Linked DNA regions of Mus musculus: region 1 is linked to region 2. A link is a contact called in public HiChIP or PLAC-seq data. All regions are on one chromosome and are shown on one strand. Each heading gives the region's core, a stretch centred on a gene start, on an enhancer-like site or on the middle of the called end of the contact. The rest is flanking DNA. Distances are from core to core; before and after follow the strand shown.

Region 1 (3,849 bases), core at 311-2,810, 2.3 Mb after region 2:
CCCATCCTCCCAGGTCAGCGTGGCCCGCAGGGGGCCAGGCCGGCCCGGCAGTGCGCCCGCTTCCCCTTTCTCTTCAGATGCCTTTGATCCCCAAGCTCTCCGCCGCACCTCGGCTCCCGAGCTGCCTGGGTCGGCCCGCGGGGATCCTGGAAACCGTCCCCGGTTTATCTCCTTTCATCAAGCGGCCTTGGGCAGCCTTGAAACCGCGGAGCCAGTAATTGCTTTTTTCAGGAGGCCCGGTGCGGACTGGATAACAGCCAATCAGCGCCTTGTTTACACTTAGTGATGGACAGCCCGCTGGCAAAGTGCCAACCAATCGTGACCGTTTTGCAGAAGCAAGGGAGGCGGGGAAAGAGAGGAGACCACAGATCTCAGATTTAACTCCTTTGTGTCCACGCAGGAAAGAGACTGGAAAAATCCAAAGGAATATAGCTGTGTCGATTGGCATCTACTTAAATACTCCCCCCCAACACACAGAGAAAAAGAGAAGCAGAAATTATGTATTCATCGCCACTAAGACATCACCTCTACTTCTTGAGAATAAATAACATTTGGGTAGGCAACCAAATTCTAACCGAAATATTTGCTTGCAGAATATTTTAAAAGCGCTTTGATTCTGATTATGATAAAGAGAATTGTTTAGAGGCTGTTTTCCATTGTAGAGAGAAATTTGCGAATATGCAGGGACAGGCCCTGAGAAATGCTAAGCATGGTTTTCACACCATGACAACCACCCCTAAAATTATCAAGTGAAGATATTTTTAAAATCTAGGGGCTGATAGAAAAAGTAAATCCTTATCTTGGCAACAGAGCCTCGATTTTCATTTCGATTGTTGCTACGCTGCAAAGTGTGGCGGAGGGAGATAATAATTGAGAGCGGACAGATAGATGGCTGGCGAAGAAAGGTACATCTGCCTCTCGGGCAGGGGGAAGAAGGGCATATATGGAGCCTGTGGGCATGCCTCAGGCAGAAGTGTATTCCTAGTTTGGGTGGGGGGCGCCTGGGAGTGGAGGTACATCAGGGTAACTCAGAATCTGCGCTTGGAAGTTGGGCCTACGTGCAGCAGGTTCTGCCACCTGCCAAACAGACCCTTGGTATGGACAGAGCATCTGGTTTACAGCGTGAGGCTATTTCTTCTTTTTTATTTTGTGCATAAAAACAAATAAAAATGCCCCAAACCTTACACCTGACAAATTATGGAAAAACAAAACCACAAGTCTCCCCTGGACACGGACACCCGTTCTCACTATCCCTAGCTCCTCTCCCGCCCTGCGCCACCACATTCCCATTCAGCAGCAATGATCTGCGCAAAGGAGCTGCGCAGTCGCTGGGCTTGAATTAGGCGCCATCAGGCTTGGTAGTAGCCCTGCTGCTCCCTGATTGGCAGCTCCCTGGCCCGGCGCCAGCCTATTGGGAGGCCTGTTTACGCCGAATGAGTGGCACGAGCTCAGGGCCGTGGAGGGCCGAGCAGCCAATCAGCGCTCGGGCTGCTCCGGGCTGAGTGGCACGAGCTTATTAGTATGCAGGGCCCGTGGCTCGCCGCGCCGGGCTGCAGGTTTGAGAGCCGCTCTGGATGGGCTCGCTAGAGTCGTTGTTGTGGAAGCCGTGCATTCACAGTGCAACAGTCAGCACATTGAAAATACCAATAGGAATACAAACCAAAGTCACATTTACTGATTTAATTGTATTGCATTCAATTGTATCCAGGAAACAGCCTCCAGTAAGTAACTCAAATTGCTTTCATTTTTAATTTTTTTTGCTATTTTTATTATTTTATTATATTATTTTGGTTTTTGGGGGTTTACATTTTTAAGCAAAAGAAATTCAGGATTGTGATGTTAAATAATAGAGCTTCCCTTTTAAAATCCGTTATGATGTTGAAAGGCTTTTTTTTAAAAGATGGACTATATATATGAGTACGATATTTTTTCTTCTGAAAAATTTTATCGATCGGTTTAAAATTCCCCCCGTAATGCGTCCTTGCTTTGCTCTGAGCGCTTGTTGTCTCGATCGACACCCTGCATTAAAAATAAATTATCGAGACAGGACAGAGACCGCCAAGCTTCGTTCAGCAAGAGCCTCGCGGGTAGCCCCGAATGGACAGTCAGTGAGAGCCCAGTTCTGGAGGAACCAGGAGCGAACCCCAATTATTTGCTCCCCCATCTTACTCCCCTCCCCCAGCAATCTTGAATGGGCTCCGCCCGGTCGTTCCGTGGCGCAGGGAACGGTCGGCTCTCCGTGGCCACGGCTTTCCGGGCCTCAGTGAAGGGACAGGAGATTAGAGGGGTACTGGCAGGTTTTCAGGTTCCGCTCCCCACAGACTTAATTCTTTTCAGAACATTTCCCTTTTTTTCCCTCTCTGGGGGAGTTGGGATGGAGGAGGGGGGCTGAACAGTGGGGCGTCTTCATGCTGCGCGTTCTGGGCAGCACGCGGGCTCAGGCCAAGACCCGCGTGGCGTGGTCCGGGGACCGGTCCATTTCCCAGAGCGGGGGTCTTGCACCACCCAGTCCCCGTTCCTAGCTGGGCTGATGGGGGGGGGGCGGGTTTCGCAGGGAGCGGGTTGTGAAGCGACGCTGGAGCCATTCGCTCCCGGCGCGCTCCTGGCTGCGGCCTGGCCTTGCAGGCCCCATTGCGCCCACCCGCGCGGGAAACTCGGCAGGAGGGAGCCCACGGACTCCAGAGCTTGGCCTCCACCGGAGGACAAAGGCGTCTCAGACCCGGCGTTTCGATGCGAAATTTGAAAACAAAGCAAACCTTGAGGAGCTGGGGGTACGAGTGCTGCCCAAGCCTCAGGAGGGTGCACAATTCTGGGGGTCACGCCCAGCCACCCGGGGGAGGATTTCTGGGGTTCGGGTTCTTTAGCTGTGCTCTCGTCGTCGGCTCTCCGGCCGCGCGCGGCTCTCTGCCCGCTGCCACTGTTTCCTCTGGTCCAATCCTGCCCGGGGTCCATTGCGGTGTCTTGTACCGGGGTTTGGCTTGGGGAGGCCTCGGAGCCTCGGGACTCGGCGATCTGCTGCATCTCAGCTTCCGGCCGCGGCTCTCGGTCTGTGGCCTCAGTTTCTGCCCTTACTCGCTCCGTATGGAGCCGGCTTTCCCAGGCCCTGGGCGCGAGCAGACCGGGGCGGCGCGGCAGCTCTCGGGCAGGACAGAACACAAAGAAAAGTCCCCTCTAGTCCGTTCAGAAGCGCAACGGCGGGTACCGGAGACACAACCCACCCCTTGTTTGCGTAGAAAGTCTAGCAGGCTTGAGAGAAAGGCACGAACGAGCCGGCGATCGGCCCGCAGGGGGTGGAGAGTAAAGCCACTGCTTGAGCCCAGAGCCCGCGTCCCGAGAATCGCCGGCAGCCCCCACTTTCGCTCCCACTTTGAAATGTCTTACTGGGGGTGGGGGGCCCAGAACAAAAGCCCAGCGCACACGACTCCCCGGAGGCCGTCGCGAAGCCTTGTACCGCGCGCGCAGCCTCCGACCCCACTCCGGCCCTCGGCGCCTTTGAAGCGGCAGGTTCCTGACCTCCCTCCCCTTCCTCCTTTCCCTTTGTCCTGCTCGGCGCCCTCCGGGGCTCGAGAGGCGCCGGCCTGGGTTGGGGCGCGCAAGTCCCTCTCCATCCCCGGGCAGCCCATCCTCTGACCCCGGCGCCAACAACGCCTCGGCCTTGTTTGAGCCTTCCGCGCCGTGGCTATCGCCGAATAGGCCCGCGCGGTGGAGAAGCGAGTTATTTGTTGGACCCGGGGAGAGTGAAGCTCCCCAGAGGGAAGAGAGCCCCAAACCCCTTTGTATGCAGTTCGAGCACAAAGAAGTCTTTGTGTAGTCCCGTTTATTTACAATGCAAAATTCTCCGAATAAATA
Region 2 (4,023 bases), core at 1,046-3,545:
TAAAAACCCTTCACACACCCTTTTCTCTTCCATCCTTCCCCCAGGTGCCTGCTCTTGATCAAACCAAATCAAAGCGCAAACAAGTTCCAGCGGGAAAGTTTGAAGATTCCCCTTGCAGTTCTAAGTTCAACACTTGGAGGTGTCCCCACCTCCCTTGGGAAGCAGAGGGGGTGTGGAGGAAGGGGAGGGGAGAGTCCGCTTGTCAAAGGTATTGTCCCACCAGGCCAGGCCGGCTGGCTCCACTTGAAAGAAGCTGGAGCTGGGGGAGGGGGGAAAGCAGGTGGCAGCTCCCCCTCCCCTCAGACGAATTCCAGGTCCTGCCAGCTCTACTCTGCGGGAGTGGAGGGCCTGAGGAAGAAGCCAATCTGCCCCTGGCTCACTGGGAGCTACCGACCGTTGGGGCTGGATTTTTGTGCTTGTGCCATGTGCCTCGGAGGAGAGGCGACCGACCGACCCAGGCCCCCCTCTGACCCTTTTGCTCCTTAAAGTGGAGCATCATACTGATCCAGGAACTCCCGAATGGGTCCAGGCAGCTGGGTCACTTTCTCATAGGAGTCCAGGTGGCCGTTGACAGTCTTCCGACAAAGATGCTGGAGGGTGGCCACGTTGGAGGAGAGAGGTCGGCTCAGTACCAGCGGAATCTTCTCGCCCCCAGAATAGATGTAGTAAGCTCTCTTGGGGGTACTCCCGGGGAGTGCCTGGGCAGGTGGCTGCTCCGGAACTTCGGACGAGGGTTCCGTGGGTGGCAAAGAAAAGGAGGGGGTCCCTGGAGGCGGCATGTAGTGGTGCACCAGCTTGAGTACACAGTCGAAGCGGGGAACTGGCTGCGTGCTTCGGGGGTCACTCTGCAGCGAAAAGCTGCCCCCCTCACACTGGATGCGTAGGTTCTTGGTCCCCGACTGGGTCTTGACGCTCAACGTGAAGAAGTGGCGCTGGTCCGAGCTGTCGCGGATAAGAAAGGTGCCCGCGGGCTCGGCGCTGAGCAGCAGGTTCGCCTCGCCGCCGGTCACGGCGCTCCAGTAGAATCCGCTCTCCTGCAGCTTGCGCACGGCGTTCACCACCAGCTGGTACTCGCTTTTGGAGCTGAAGGTCTTGAGGCGCAGGCTGGTGTCCAGGGGGCGGCTCATCCCGGCGGCGGGAAACTTGCTGTGGGTGACCATGGCGCACGGAGCCAGCGTGGATCTGCGCGGCGGTGGCTGCAGCTGCTTCGCGGCCTCCGCACAGCGGCCGCTACCGCATCCCGGGGAGCTGCAGAGAGCAAAGCGTGAGGCGCGTGAGTGCCCGGAACCCTCCAGCGTGCCCGGCCCTCCAGCCTCCGCCTAGCGCCCGGGGCACCCCTTTGCCCCGCTTTAGACCGTGTCTCAGGCCCAGCCACCTCGCGGAACTCGACTGTCCTCGGTCACTGCCGGCCAACCCCAGACAGTCTCTTCCCCTGCCCGCCCTAGGAGGACGCCCAGAGAAAACTCGCGCGTGGAAGTTGGGTCTCCAGGAGCGCGGCCAGGATGGGGAGAGACACAAGAGCCCTAGGGACGCTCAGGGCGCCTCTCAGTCCGGTGTCCTCAGTGGCGAGGGCGAAAAAAGGGGGGTGCCAAACCCGAGATATGTGAGAGAGGGGACAGGAGAAACCCGAGGGCCCCAGTCTGAGTATGACGGGAATCAGGGATCTTCGGTTCTCATCCGCTCTGCCCCCTACCTCGTCCCCTCCCTACCGGGAATGACCCGGGAAGGGGAGGAGAAACCGGGAAAAGCTCCCGAGCTGGACCGAGGCCCCCACCCTTCCCCACACCGCGCCCCTCCTTCCTACCTAGTCCCGAAGCGAAATCTCCGGCCTTGGGGCTGCGCCTCCTATGGTCCCCGAGGCGAGGCGGCGGCCAGCAGTGGCTCGCGCTGCGCCCAGATGTTGGCAGCCGTGAAGTCTACAAAGGGGCTCCCCGTGCGTGCGCCCCCTCTGGCTTCGCTGCTCCCCGGGCCGATGAGGCGCACTCCTGGGCGAATCAGGCAAAGGACCTGGGCGAGGGACCTCGACGGAGAGCTGGGCCGGGAAGGGGGCGTCCGGGAGCCCGGAGAGACAGCGGTCGTAAGAGCAGGCGAGTGTAGAGTCAGAGTTAGAGCCGCCTCGGAGGCCGCGCGCGCGGGTATTTACCCGGCCAGTACGCCCCGCCCCCCGATTCCTGGAACTGCCCGGCCGGTCTTCTTGTAATGTTTAGTCACTACTCTGCACTGAAAGGCTGTGCGCGGAGGGCGAGGGAGGGGCCGCGGAGGGCGGGCTTGGAGCTGGGGCCTCCAGGACCCGCCGAGACTCACCGAGAGGGAGACAAAGCGCGGCGCGAGGCTGCCCGACCGGCGGGCGCGGCGCCAGCCTTGGCCGAGCGTTCCTGGCAGCGGCCCCTCCCCCGCGCGCTCCGCCCCCAACTTCTCATTCACACTTTCCCCCCCCTCCCTTCTAAGAAGGCTGGTTTCTGGCAGAGGCGGGGGCGTCGCGATGGGAGCGCGCGGGCAGTTCTAGGAGGCCAGCCGGGAGAGGCTCCCTCCTGGCACCCCTTCCCTTTCTTTTGATCCCCGCGGGGACGCTCCCCTCCCTCTGCACCCAGGCCACTCCGAGGTCCTCATGTACAGTTCCAAGCATCCCGTGCCAACCAAAAGGGACGTAGGACCATTCAGCCACCAGCCCACTGGGGACCTAGGAAGTGGAGGAGGGGGATGCGCGACATTTACCTGTAGACAGGTCCAAAAGATGAAGCTGTGAGATCCAGAAGTGGAGGAGACACTGACTTAGAAGCAGCTACCTGGCCTCAGCTCATCCGCCCATTGCCTGGTTCTTCGGTGACAGACGTGGGTGCTGATGTCCTTTGGGGAGTGGGGTGGGAGGAGCAGCTAACTACTACCTTATCACTCATCTGGGCCTCCCAACCTGCGTGGCGAACTGTGGGTCCGCCCAGGTACTCTCGGCGCGGTGGGGGAGCTAGAGGAAAGAAACCCTCATCCCATGCTCGTCCCCCGAGTCCACCAGAGGGCGCGCTGGAGTCTTGTAGGCGAGCCGAGTTTTGCTGTTTCCCAGGCTCTGTATAGAGAGAATAAGAGGTTGTGGGGCTCCTTATTCAAGAACAGGAGTGGGGAACCCAGAGAGAGAAGCCTCACTTCCCAGGACAGGGTCAAACCTGAGAAGGAATGTCGACTAGGAGGACTGTCCACAGAGCGTTGTAACGGGTTCAGCCACTGCCTGAAAGTCGCTGAGGTGTCAGAATGGACCCTCTCTTGCCTCTACGTTTTAAGGTGTCTGAACTTTCCCGATGGTGGGGTGGAGAGGGAGTATTGATAAGAGCAGGTGATTGAGGTGAAAGGTTGTTTACTCCTGGTCACGTGAGTATCTATAAAGGCCTAGTGTCGAGTTTTGCAACAGGCAGCAGGAAGTGGCAGCCACCTGAGAACCAGCTAAGTGACACACAGTGTCTGCTCTCAGTGGGCTTTCTGACCTGCCCTCTTGGATACCACAGGCTTCTTGTAACACCAGTAGGAGGGCAAACTGACTACACAGAGTAGCTTGGGCTAGGAGGGAGGGCTGCCTGCTTCCCTTCTGGCCCACTGTGTCCAATCTGCTCCACTGATGCTGAGGAACTAAGAGAGACCAGGGCAGGTGCACTGCCTCTCTGGACTCAGTCTTGTTATCTGTTAAATAGGGATGGGTGCCCATCTGTCCCCCGCCCCTGGCAATTCCAGTAGTCAAGAGGCTTAGGGGCCTTATTTAAAATATCTCACACTGGTCTGATGAGCAGATGCTCACAGATGGAGATCCCACAGGTGAGGCCCAGTCCTTGCCTTCGAGTCACTCTCAGGCTCCCCAAATGGATTCTCCCTTTCTCTGTGAACAAGCCCTCCTTGATCTCATTCAGGGAGTGTTCCCCAGCCACTGCCTTGACCGTATGCTTCTGAGCCGAGGGCAGTGGAGGACAGGGAGGACTCTTAGGAAATAGCCCTGGAGTTAATGGATGGGAAAGTGCTTTGTAAATTACAATGCTCTGCCAC

Evidence for each region. HiChIP or PLAC-seq counts read pairs in DNA pulled down with a chosen protein or histone mark.
Region 1: a contact with region 2 is called in an H3K27ac HiChIP or PLAC-seq map of extraembryonic endoderm stem cells, with 9 times the contacts expected there. The contact joins the promoter of Bahcc1 here to the promoter of Socs3 in region 2. A contact is called at or near these places in 1 of 39 promoter capture datasets (cranial neural crest), 2 of 484 Hi-C or Micro-C datasets (both in embryonic stem cells) and 2 of 115 datasets of contacts at active chromatin or transcription factors (embryonic stem cells and extraembryonic endoderm stem cells).

The regions. Positions count from the first base shown.
Region 1 is chr11:120,231,387-120,235,235 of GRCm38.p6, forward strand. It overlaps Bahcc1 (BAH domain and coiled-coil containing 1), which reads left to right and starts at 1,561. Exons shown (of 28, transcript NM_001347621.2): 1 at 1,561-1,721. It overlaps 2900052L18Rik (RIKEN cDNA 2900052L18 gene), which reads right to left and starts at 231. Exons shown (of 2, transcript NR_151480.1): 1 at 109-231. It overlaps Gm11772 (a long non-coding RNA gene), which reads right to left. Exons shown (of 2, transcript XR_001780401.2): 2 at 3,798-3,849.
Region 2 is chr11:117,967,071-117,971,093 of GRCm38.p6, forward strand. It overlaps Socs3 (suppressor of cytokine signaling 3), which reads right to left and starts at 2,296. Exons shown (of 2, transcript NM_007707.3): 1 at 1,805-2,296; 2 at 1-1,248. The coding sequence starts at 1,160. The coding sequence ends at 483.